Linked DNA regions of Muntiacus reevesi: regions 2 and 3 are each linked to region 1. Evidence: chromatin contacts called from public Hi-C data. All regions are on one chromosome and are shown on one strand. Each heading gives the region's core, a stretch centred on a gene start, on an enhancer-like site or on the middle of the called end of the contact. The rest is flanking DNA. Distances are from core to core; before and after follow the strand shown. Region 1 holds the start of PPME1 (protein phosphatase methylesterase 1). Region 2 holds the start of PGM2L1 (phosphoglucomutase 2 like 1). Region 3 holds the start of UCP2 (uncoupling protein 2).

Region 1 (4,007 bases), core at 430-2,929:
TTTTCCAATCATTCTCACTACCCCTCTACCCTACTGTTTTAATTTACAGGATTCTCCTTTCTCTCCATTCCTAGGACCTGTTTTCATAGCACTGTATCTCCTATCTTCGTCTCCTTTTTGGTAAGCTTTTGTACATGTTACTTCTTCAGAACCTAAAATTTTTTTTCTCCTGTCCTTATTCCAAGAATATCTATCAATCCATCTCTAGAATTCCAAATACACACTCTTGATTACCACATACCTAAATATTTTTTCTATCTCTTACAGTCACTAGTCTCCAGAATCCTGTCTGATACTACAAACACACCTCAAAACCGACTACCTGATCAATTACCTATTTTCGAGCAATTACCTCTCCCAGGTTCAACTCATTACACTCTCTCTCCTACATCTTAGATGCCCCAACCTGGCCCAGCTCATTCAACAACCTAAAATTCCAAAAGCCAACACAACTCCTCCCATTCCAGTAAATGGTGGTTTTCCCCAAAACATTTTAAGCTGCTACTCTCAACACTTCACTGAGTTTTATCAGACCAGTACATAACTTCCACCAGACCTACTTGCCCTGCAAAAATCAATTGCCCAAATCTTCCTCTTTAACCTTTCCAGACCTTCTCTCTGCAGTAAGCCATGAGTTAAACCCTATTCCTACTCATTTCTCAATCTCTGGAGCCCACAGTCACTCTCTAAACCCCTGCGTGCTCTCCCTCATCACTCCTCCCCTTACTCCTTACCCTTACTTCTCAGCACATTCCTGTCACCCCTAACAGTCTTCCTGGCTATGTTCTCCATCTTTCCTTAGGCCTATTCCCCACACTTTCTCAGCACCCCTTAGGAGACCTAATCTCTAAGTCACTTGCTCACTCCCTGAATATGCCTCTTCACCTTTAGAAACTCTCTCCAGAACCTTCTGCTCCCTAGTTCTCTTTCCTTCTCCAACCTTGCCTCCGGTGTCCCCTGTTTCCCCCAGCTTCTTTCTATTATCTAGTTCTCACAGAAACTAGATAGGATTTACTCCTCCCAAATCTTTCCCTAGTTCTTCTCCTAATTTCCCTCAACTTTTCACTTAGTCATTTCCCATTTCCCTCAAGCATCCCTGAAAGATTTCCCTCCACGTTTGTCACAACTCTTTTTCCTTTTCTCAAACCTCCAACCGTTCTTCTGAGGTGCCTCATACATCTCTTAAACTATCTTCTCAGCTTCCTCAATCTCTGCCTCATTCCCGTCTCCCTCCAATACTATTTGCCCTTTAATTTCCAGTGACTTGTGCCTCCCCTCGTCCCCAGATCTGCCTTCTACTTCATGTAAACGTCTCCAGGCCGCCGCCAACATTCTCTCAATCCTTAGCCTGCCTTGCCATGCCACTCTAAAGGCCGAGAGCCACCATTCTCCAACGGTCGGGGCCGGGCCTCTAGGGAGAAGGGGTACGGGTCACGTACCCCATTCGCATCTTGGCTCCGCTCTGACTGCCCCCGCTGCCGGGTAGTGGAGGGCGAGAGGGCAGGCGCCCAAGATGCATACTCTTCTCGAGGGCCGACATGAAGGGCAAGCCACAGGTAGTCGAACAGTAGCCGAAGCTTCGTCCCACGCTAAGTGCGGCCCAACCGGTCACAGCTCGCTCCCCTAGCGACGCCCTGTAGCCTTTAGACAGCACCCAGCTACCGGCAGCACCGCCCACCGGCTCTGTAAACTCCACCCCCTCGCCCCAGCACTTCCACCGGAAGTGCGCAGGAACACTCTACAAAGGGAGCTGGGTAACGGAGTCTCTGACCCTTCAGACCCCTACGAGAGAATTCCACGACCTTCGCCGGAAAGAGAAGCGCTCCTATGTACCCTGGGAAATGGAGTCCTCAAAGACGGCATCCTGCGCTTGCGCAGTTGGAGGCAACCGCGTTCAACCCTGTAGAGGTAGCGTGGCAAAGCATCCTGGGTGTTGTAGTCTACTGGTGGGAAAGAGTCTTGGCGCCTTCTTTTCTCGTCGCTTTCCAGAGACTGTTAAAGAAAGAACCACTTCTTCCTGCCTCCCAGGCTGCCCAGCGGCGCCGGTTGCCGGGGAACGCTAGCGCCTTGGGAAGGGATGGCGGGAGGCTACAGCTTAGGTGCTGGAGCCGTAGTTGAGTTGGTGAAAAGCTCGGGATCGTCATGAAGCAACGAAAAGTTCAGGGGCCTGGGGGAGGCCGTAGCCGCAAGAAGAGAGGTAATCTGAGCGACCAAAGGTGGAAGAAAGCGTAGTTGGGCGATTGGGCGGAGTTCGTGGAGCGGGGCGCTAGGCTTTCTAGGAAGACCTCCCACAGCCGCCTGTTAAAAAAGCGGGGAAGAGATTTGCGGAGGGAAAATAAACAACGGCATCGGAAGCTTAAAAGAGAGCATTTGACCCTCCAGCGAATGGAAACGGTATAGGGGCTGGACTAGGGGGCAAAGTGGGTGAATGACTTGAATGAGGGGAGGGCTAAAAGGAGATACTTCCAAAGGAAGAGAACGAAAAAATTGTAGGTTTTGTTTTGGTTTTTACTTTTTAAAAATTGAGGTATAATTAACATATAACATTAAGTTAGTTTCAGGTGTACATTTGGATTGGATATTTGTATATATTTCGAAATGATTGCCAGTTGTCTCGTTAGCATCCGTTACCATACATAGTTACAATTTTTTTTTTTCTTTTGAAGAGAACGTTTAAGATCTACTCTTTAGCAACCTTCAAATATACAGTACACTACCGTTATAGTCACTGTGCTGTACCTTAAATCCTCGTGACTTAGGAATGTTTTTCATAAACGTGTGGGGGCAGGAAAAGGGGACGTAGAGCTTTGCAGGTCCCTATGGGACTGGAAGAAAAACAAGTTGGAGAGTATGTCGGTAATCCTAAGTAGGCAAGGATCACGTTTTAGGCCTTACTGAATCCCCCAAAACTAGCACACAACAGGACTCGATAAATGTTAGTTGAATGACTGAGGTGTGAGGCAATTATGAATCACGAAGGGCTACAGATGGGAGTAGAGAAAAGCCAGTTATGGAGGAGAGAGAAATAAAGACTGGGGATTGACAGTGTGGTAGGGGGTGAGGATATGAAGATCTCTGAAGGATTTGAGATGGTGAAAATGTTTAACAGGAGGACTTTATCAGTTTAGTCCACTTCAGGAGACGCAAGCTCACCAGGAGACCAGGGGAATGTTAGCTTCAGCAAGAATAGTCACCCTGGGAACCCAGGGCAGATCAGGAAACAAAATTGAATCTCTGCAGAGCTGCCTTGAAACAAAAACTGGGTGACTCTGCCTTTTACATTATAGGCAAAGAGGTATTTGGAATAGTGATAGTGCATTAGGCCCCTGGGTTGAGGACTAAAGCTGCAGTCTAGAAATGAATCTTATCTGCTGTTTAAAGATAACTAAGGCAGTTTTGAGGCAATGTGTTTCCTTCCAGGAATGATGCAAGATATGAAACAGAAGTGTGGAAGTGTTCAGTGCTGTGCTACCTATCTCAAACCAGTCAAGTATATTTGGTTGATAGGAGGAAAATCAATATTGAAATAACATGCTAATGTCCTTCTCATTATACCGTGTGCATATACAGTAATAGTTGTGCACACGCCTGTGTATAATTTTTGTATTGAAGCTACTTATTCATAAATATTATGGTGGGTCTTCACTCAAGAAAGCAGAGGGGGTGTTCTCTCAGAAATCCAAAGAATTAGTTATATAAATTTCTGATCTGATAGACTTCAGTGTATTTTCTTGTTGAGGCATGACCACTCTCCAAAGGCAAAGTGAGAAGAATAGAAAGGTGTGTGTAATATTGGAATAAGTTCTTAAACTTCCTGTAAGTCATGGTTAAAAGATACAGTGAAGGGGAAGACAATCAGCGTCATTAAAGGAAAGCTTTATAGAAAGTCAGGATTAATTGCCTTCTTTACATGTTGTTATCCGTCTAAAAGCCATAAATATTACGAACATAGCACTATGCTAAAGAATAGTGGCAGAATCTAAAGGTGATACTTTCTGTCCTCATTG
Region 2 (4,007 bases), core at 1,013-3,512, 180 kb before region 1:
TAAAACTTGTATTTCTCCCATCCTTTATACTTGCCCTATACAGTTTCACCTCTTCAAAGTTCTGTTGACTCAGTAGTGTTTCTCAGAATTGAATTAGGGTTGTCTTACATAAACCACTGTTTAATCACATTTAATATATATACAAATCATCATTGGATCTTGTTAAAATGCTGATTCTGATTCAATAGAATTGGGATGGGGCTTGAAATTTTTTATTTCTTATTAAACTCCCAGAGGACCAACAGACTGGTCCTCCTATCACACTCTGAGTAGCAAGATTATGAACACTTATGTCACAATCAATAGGTATTTGTTAAATATGCAAGTACCTAGGCCCTATCCCAATGTACTGATTCAGAGTCTCTGGGGCACTGTCCCAGAGGACAAACTCCTAGGGAGACCCTGCCCTCTACCGTTTTCTCTACTTATTAATTTTTTGTCCTTTAAAGCCCATTGCTAGTCCCTTCTGCCACTTGATGCTCTTACCGACTACCTCACACTCTTAAGTTCTTAACAGTTGTCTGCGGCAAGCACTTGCTGTTTATCATGAGCTCTTTTCTTGTATACATATGGTCTTCCCAGACAGATTTCATTCTTTTCATTTTTTTATTTTTTGCAATGAACAATTTTATTATATACTTTCTCTTAGCCTCAGCCCCTAGCATAAAACTTCACAGAGAGTACATGTTTACTTAACATTCATCACAGACAATAATAGTGATGATAGTGAATGATGAATTTTTCTCCAGGACTCATGTGTATTTCCCAGGCCTAGTGTGAATAAAAGAACCTGCTGATTCTGTAAAGGAAATACTTAACTGACTAGCAAAAACTGTAATTCCCAACTATGGCACACTATTTTTCAGGGATGGGTACTACAATCTTTCTATACCTTGGTATTTGGGATTTTATTATGGTAAATGGCATTTTTAAAGGAAAGTAATTCTTTGAATTTATTATATCTTTTATCTGTGAACCTCCAAGTACTTTAAAGCCATTTAAGTTACTGCAGCCAAGGTGTAAATACTATTACACTCTCCTTGCAAAAAACTGACGAAAGAAAGAGTCACTTGGTTAAAATCCTAGAGCCACTGTTTAAGAAGCTACACCAAGAGACTCAGGAGCAGCTGTGTATGACAGGCAAGCACTTGTCAGCATCTCCCACACCTGTTCTGTGACTTGAAAGGTGAACATTCTGTAGAAGAGAGGAGGGCAAAACAAAGAGAAATTTAAGACTATTTCTTTTCAGTCTTTCTTCTTGCTCCATATTCCTATTGCCAGTGCTTTTTGCACGCTAACGCTAATTCATTCTTGTGTTATGGTTAAATGCTGACACATCTTCCCTCTTTCACAACTTGGTTGCTTCCCCGCCCCCCCCCCTCCCCAGTTATCTTGTTCTCCCTACCTCCTAGTCCACTGTAGCAGCAGAGCAAAATGATCTGCCACCTGAGACTTGAAATGAGGTTGGATTGCTCGTTCGACTACTTTTGAATTCCGCCTCTTTGAAAAAGTCAGTTCACTCAGAGGCAGCTTCCACTTTGTGTGTAAAATGAGAATGGATCACCTCCTTTTCACTCCGTCACACGATGGTTTAGACGACAGAAGGCGATTCGTAAACTGTAAAGCACTGAATAGATATCAGCTGTACCCTTCCTGCACCTGCCCGTGTTTAATCTAATTGAAGCCCAGGGACACAACTGCAGTGGACCTAACGCGGACTGGGCGTTTCTATAGGGAACAGCCTAGAGGTGTAGCTTTTTTCCTTTGAGAAAACGCAGGGCAAGGAGCTGCTGGGAGTTGTAGTCTGCGGTGGTCTTTACACGCCTCTAGGGGGAGAGAAAAAAAAAGAACTACAACTCCCGTGAGGCCATGCGGGGACAGCCCTCGCACTCTCCCGCCAGGCGCGCTCCCCAAGACGAAGCAGGAGGGGCCCTTCGCGCGCCATGGGCATTCACAAAAAAAACGACGGGCGCTCAGAGTGGTGGACATGGCGTCTGGTGCAGAAAAGGAGACGCGTGGGGGTGGGTGGGGATTGTAACAAGAATAAGACATGTGGAAAAAGGCAAATTAAGAAATAAAATGGTCCTGCCCCTATTCCTCACCCCGCAGCAGGGTACTAACTCGCGCCGCTGGGAAGGCGTCGGGAGCGCGCTTCCCGGCTCGCGCCTCGAGTCCCGGGAGCTTAAATCGGCTGGGAAGGGGCGGGGCCAGAGGCGCGAGGGCGGGGCCTATAGCTGAGAGGGCGGCGGTAGCGGCGGCGGCCACAACCCAGACATCTGGGACTGTTGTTCTCTCGAGGTGGGACCGCCTCAGTCCGTTCGCCCAGAGAGACCAGGAGCTCGTCTAGTGGGAAGTAGGCGGCCGCGTCCCTCCTCTCTCCTGTTTCCTCAAAGCTGCGGCAGGACCTGGCACAAAAGTCCTGCGGTTGGTCTCCGATGCCTTTCAGTGAGGAGGGGGCGTCGAGATCCCGGTGAGCGCACGTCAAGCTCCTCCAGCTCTGTGTCTTGGCTGGATCCCCAGTCACGCACCCCAGACTGGCTGCCATGACTGAAAACGCAGAGGGGGACCTGAACTCCAACCTGCTCCACGCCCCTTATCACACTGGGGACCCTCAGCTAGACACAGCCATCGGGCAGTGGCTCCGTTGGGATAAGGTGGGTACCTGGTCGGCAGGGCATCCTCCCGCTCCTCCTGCACGTCCTCCCACACGGTGTACGCCCTTGCCCGTCCCCACCCGGTGCTCGGCAGGCTGTTGGGGGAGATGGCTCAGGCCAGGCGGCGGGAGCTAGCGGAGCTGGGCGTTGCCACCCACCTCTGCCTGGGCTGCCTCCCTGGGGCCATCTGAGCTGGGCAAGGCGAGAAATTACTACCTTCCTTCCTCCCCCCGTCCCGCCCCCCTTCAAGTGTATGTCGTGTCTCTTTTCTCAAAAAAAAAAATTATCTTCATCATCATCATTGTAAGTTATACCCTTAATAGAGAGATTTCCTTTCCCCTTTCTTCTCCCTTGACTTCCTTCTCTGCAAATCTGAAAGTGGGTGTTTTTTGTTGTTTTTTTTTTCCACCTTCTGGGACGATATCTAACCACTATCTGCTTTAGCGCTGGTCTGGTGTGTTTCTAGCTTACGTCGCTAGGTAGTCGCTGGTCTTTTATCGCTCCCGCTCCCGTGTATTCTCTAATACCACCTTTTGCTCTTGAGAAAGATAAGGGTTCTCTTTTTTCCGCTGGCCAGAAGTTATTTTCTGAAGGTGTCCTCTTCCAAAAATCACGTTTTCCAGGTTTCATGCGATGATACAGACTTGTATCCATTCCTCCTCTGTTCCCCGACCCGTACTCTCTCCAAATTGTTGCGGTGTTTTCATCTTACGGAGGCATATGGCATGGATATATGAGAGCTAGTATTAAAATGCAGCCATCTCACTTGTAAAAGAGGCCCTTAGCTCCAATAGAGGAAAATTATCCAAGCTTTTGCTTTGTCGAGTATATTAAATGCGTTTGTTGAAGTAGAGACGGCAACGTATTTTAAATAGAATTAATAATACTGAATTAAAGAATTAATGTGGTCATATGTGAAATCATGTTATTCAGCTTCCTAAAGGATTATTAGCCTTCTGAAAAAGTTTTATTTTCACTTTGTTCAGTCATTCATGCATTCAGCAAAAAATATCGATTGAGCATTGGGTAATGTTTCAGGGCCTGTTGGGTCCAGGGTACGCTAGTGGTGAGGAGGCTAGAAAGGGTTCCTACCCTCAAAAATAAGTCAGCAAATAAGGAAGACCAGCAAATATGCAATTACTTGTTTAAGTATTACGTGGTCATATGTATCTTGGACATTCTAATTCTTCCTCTGGAATCTAAACCAGTGCATTTCAAACTCTTGAAGTGCATGCAGAACACCTGGAGATCTTTAAATGCAGATTGTGATTTATGAAGCCTGGGGTGTGGTGTGAGATTCTGCTTCATAATGAACTCCCAAGTGATACCAATGCTGCTGGTCTGTGGACCACA
Region 3 (4,007 bases), core at 900-3,399, 150 kb after region 1:
TACTCTATTTTTCATGTCTCCTCAAAGATCACCAACCAGTTCAGTAGTCTCCCCCAAAATTTGCGGAGCATCCTGGGAATTTGTTCATCACAGCCAAAGACAGAAGCTGATGTACAAAACCTAGGCCAGCAGTGAATGGGAGACTCCAGTGCCAGAAGTAAATTTTTGGCTTGATTTCAATTTCCTCCAGGAACATGTGCTCACTGTGTATTTTCTTTTTTGCTATAATTATCCAGTCCCCTTCCAGCTATAGTCTCCTGGCTGACAATTCCCTCTGCTTATGGAAAATACCCGAATGGAGCTGATTGAGTTGGGCTTAAACCATGGTTCACCATTTCCTAACATTGTGACCCGTGTGGCTCAGTGGTAAATTAATCTGCCAGGGCTTCCCTGGTGGCTCAGATGGCAATGAATCCACCTACAATGCAGGAGATATGGGTTCAACCCCTGGGTCAGAAAGATCCCCTGAAGGAGGAAATGGCAACCCACTCCAGTATTTTTGCCTGGGAAAATCCCATGGAGGAGCCTGGTGAGCTACATTCCATGGGCTGGCAATGGGTCGACTGAGCACAAGTACTGGACTTAGGAAAGTGTGACATCAGGCAGATGATTTAACCTCTCTGGCACTCATTTGTAGATCATAGGTTATACCAGCCTCACAGGGTTATGCAGAAGTGTCCACAAGGAACCTGAACATAGTAACTGCACACACTAAATGTTCATCTTCCCAGATCCTCCCATTACACCTTCCAGGGTACTTTCAACAGCAGGCCAAACAGCTGCAATTGAAGAAAAACACACACCTGAAAGTAACCAGTTAAACTTTACCCGGGAATCTTACTGAAGGAGATAGCCCACGAGAGGGCCTCTCAGATACCTTTGAGGACATATTTAAAAGAGGTTAAGAGAAAAGCCAAGATAAATATTTTGCTGGAAAAAAAATGTAGTTGAACATCAAAAAATTAGTCAATCATAAAGAACAGACATCTCAAATTAATGATTTTAGTGGTTTTCTGTATACAGGAAAATGTAATAATCTGGATTCATTTCAATTATTCCTTAGGTATGCATCTTAACTATGGAAGGCCAGTAGTACCCAAAGCACAGAATGCTTCCTGTTTTCCTCCATCCCGAATTCCTCTCAGGGCTCACTGTGGTTGGGTGGTTACAGTGGCTAATAGCCAGAGCATTACAGAACTGAGACGGTGGGCAACTTTGTTTACTAGGATGGCAGACAACGTCCACAATTTCTCACAACAGTCCCAGACAGCCTACAAGGCTGAAAAGAGGCAGTGGGGGACAGAAGGTACACAAAAGTAGGGACACAAGAGTCCAAGGGCGAACATAGAGTCCTTCTACACTCCATGTGCACGTGTTTGTCCGGCCACAAGACACAATTACCGGTTGTTTACATGTCTCACCACCAAAAGACCACCAGCCACCTGAGGGGCCAGGTTCCTCGCCTACCATCCCTTTCTCATGCTGGGGCCTAAGCACGCAGCACATCCAAGCCCTGTTCGGCCTTCTCACTCCGGCTTTTCACTCCAGGGGCGCCAGCCCGTCGGCTCGTCTGTAAGTGGGGGCGGGAGCGCCACGGTCGGTACCCCCGCCCCGTCCAGAAGTCCCCCGGGAACCCAGGACAGAGCCCTCAGGCGGCAGGAAACGCAGCTGCGCCCAACGGCCGTTGGCGGTGACAGGCCACCTGCTGCTGCGAGGCCTGTCGGGAGGCCCCGCCCCAGAGAGCCCGCGCTGGCGCCTGGGGAGAGCGAGCGGTTGGCAGAAACACGGGTGGCCGAGTTGCGGGTAGCGAACTGGGCCCGTGAAAGCACGGCGTGCTCTTCTGCCCGAGCCTTTGGGCGTTGTTAGAGCCGCGGCTAGGGGCCAGAGGCGTGTATGACCCTGGGCAGCCCTCTGCTTCTTCCCGCGCGTCAGTCTTGCCATCCTCACAATGAGGTTGGCGGGGCGAGGGGGAACCCTATGGGGTACAAAAGGGCTGACGCGGGGCCCGAAGCCCGGAAATGGGAGTGAAAGAAGGCGCGAAGACGACCTTGGGCGTGGCGGTCTCTGCTGCTAAAGGGTCGCCGCCCAGTCCTCGGAGCCCGTAGGCCCCGCCCCGCCCAGCAGGCTCCGCCCCCGCCCAGCAGGCTCCGCCCCGAGATCTAAGTCTCAGGGCACCCTCTTCCTACCTCTCTGCAAGCCCCGCCGGCCGCGCCTTCGGATCGAGTTCTGTCTGCGCTCCGTGGACGCGCCCTCCGCCCGCCGACCGACAGAACTGCCAGTACCCGCTTGTTCTCCTTGCGGCCCGGTGAGCCCGACCCCGGCCCGCCCCAGTCCTGCACCCGCAACACCTGCCCTCCTCCCGCCACTCCGGCCAAGGGGACCCACGCGCCACCTTTAATTTCCCTCCTCGCCTCCCACCCTATTTTGTATTTTACCGTTTTGTCTTTTTTTTTTTTTTAATCTCTCTTCTTTCACTCTTTTCCTGTCTTGCCTTTGTTCTTTACCTCTCGCGCTCAAAAGGCTGTAATATAAGCCCTCTCCTCTGCCAGGGTATGGGGCCTTCAGCGATGATCAGAAGGACCTCTCCCATTCCAGGCGGCTACAGGCCTTCCTAGAGCTCTTTCTGCTGGTAGGAGCTTTGAGCTGCTTGATATGGCCTCCGCTGGGCCCATTCCAACCTCTCTAACCTCTTCAAGCCCTGCTCTGGACCCTAGTCTCTGAACCATCCTGATGCCCCGTCCCCACCTCACTTCCAGCACGTCCACTCACCAGAGTCTGCTGTGTTGTGGGATGCTTCCCCAGAGTACTGAATTACACTAAAGCAGAAATCTGAAAGAGCAATGTGTGATACTAATAGGTCAGACCGGGGAGGGAGGACTTCTGGGTTCATCTCTTCCTCCCGTGTGTCTGTCCCTCTTCTCCACTGTGTGGACTTTAGTCCCCAGCTGCCCTGTGGGAAATGGACCCTGTTCCCTACCCTCACATCCCCCAGGCAAGGACTGAATACGCTAAGGTGCCTTGGGCAGATGGCTTTTTCCTTTTACTGGGTTTGTAGTCCTTTTAAGGCCCATTTCCCTTTCTAAACTCACCTCCTTTGCTCTACAGGACACATAGTATGACCATTAGGTATTTCGTCTACCAACCATTTTCTATGGAAAACCAAAGGGATCAGGCCATGATAGCCACTGGCAACTTTGAAGAACGGGACATCTTTAGAGAAGCTTGACCTTGAAGGCCTCAGCGTGGGACCCAACAAAGCCGGGTAAGAGTCCAGTCTAAGGGAGGAGTCTTCTACTGCCTCAGCCCGGTGGTCTGGGGACAGGGTCAGTAGGATATTAACAAAAATAACTAGCACCACCATCCCCGTAAAGTCACTCTTAGAGCTCACAAAGCACTTTCCTATATCCTTAGTCTTCTTCTGGCCCTTAAACTGACCCTGACAAGCCAAGGAGTGTAATCCCCATGTTACAGAGGAGGACAGTGAGGCCGCAGTGGAACAGTGATTAGCTCCAGGAAATCAGCAACAGAGGCGAACCTAGTGTTCTAAATACATATTGTTGACTCAAGCTTTTGACTACCCTTGAGATTTCAATTAGGAATCAGATGTGTGTTTTGGTCTGTCCCTAAGACTGTGATAATCAGGTGAAAGTGGTTATTTGTTGGTGAGTAATATATGATTAATTCTTTCCCATTAGGCCTTAGTTTAATTTAATCTTCTTAGTAGGGTCTTTAGCACAGGGACCTTTGCTTCCCATACCTATGCCTCTGAAGGACCTGACTTATGGCAAACCCAAGGCAATATTCAAAATGGCAACTTAGCCTTTGCACTTGTCTCCAAGATGGGCTGGGTCTTATATTTCTCTGACCCTCACAACACATTGCAACCTAGATCAAGGTCAGGAATTGATTGACTCATGTTGTTATCATGTCTCCGATGTCCAGAAGGGATGCCTTTTTTGCCTGAACCTTCTCAGAACTGTCATATTGTCACAAGAGAACTGGGATGT

The links. Hi-C and Micro-C count contacts between places; a contact is called where the count stands out from the background.
Region 2: a contact with region 1 is called in a Hi-C map of blood, with 1.9 times the contacts expected there. The contact joins the promoter of PGM2L1 here to the promoter of PPME1 in region 1. A contact is called at or near these places in 2 of 3 Hi-C or Micro-C datasets (blood and muscle).
Region 3: a contact with region 1 is called in a Hi-C map of muscle, with 3 times the contacts expected there. The contact joins the promoter of UCP2 here to the promoter of PPME1 in region 1. A contact is called at or near these places in 2 of 3 Hi-C or Micro-C datasets (blood and muscle).

Annotation. Positions count from the first base shown.
Region 1 is chr9:37,769,733-37,773,739 of mMunRee1.1, forward strand. It overlaps PPME1 (protein phosphatase methylesterase 1), which reads right to left and starts at 1,680. Exons shown (of 15, transcript XM_065943891.1): 1 at 1,440-1,680. The coding sequence starts at 1,540. It overlaps C2CD3 (C2 domain containing 3 centriole elongation regulator), which reads left to right and starts at 1,881. Exons shown (of 33, transcript XM_065945598.1): 1 at 1,881-2,197. The coding sequence starts at 2,143.
Region 2 is chr9:37,591,555-37,595,561 of mMunRee1.1, forward strand. It overlaps PGM2L1 (phosphoglucomutase 2 like 1), which reads left to right and starts at 2,263. Exons shown (of 14, transcript XM_065944454.1): 1 at 2,263-2,654. The coding sequence starts at 2,544.
Region 3 is chr9:37,923,770-37,927,776 of mMunRee1.1, forward strand. UCP2 (uncoupling protein 2) reads left to right here and starts at 2,150. Exons shown (of 8, transcript XM_065945601.1): 1 at 2,150-2,305; 2 at 3,106-3,262. It also overlaps the pseudogene LOC136175756.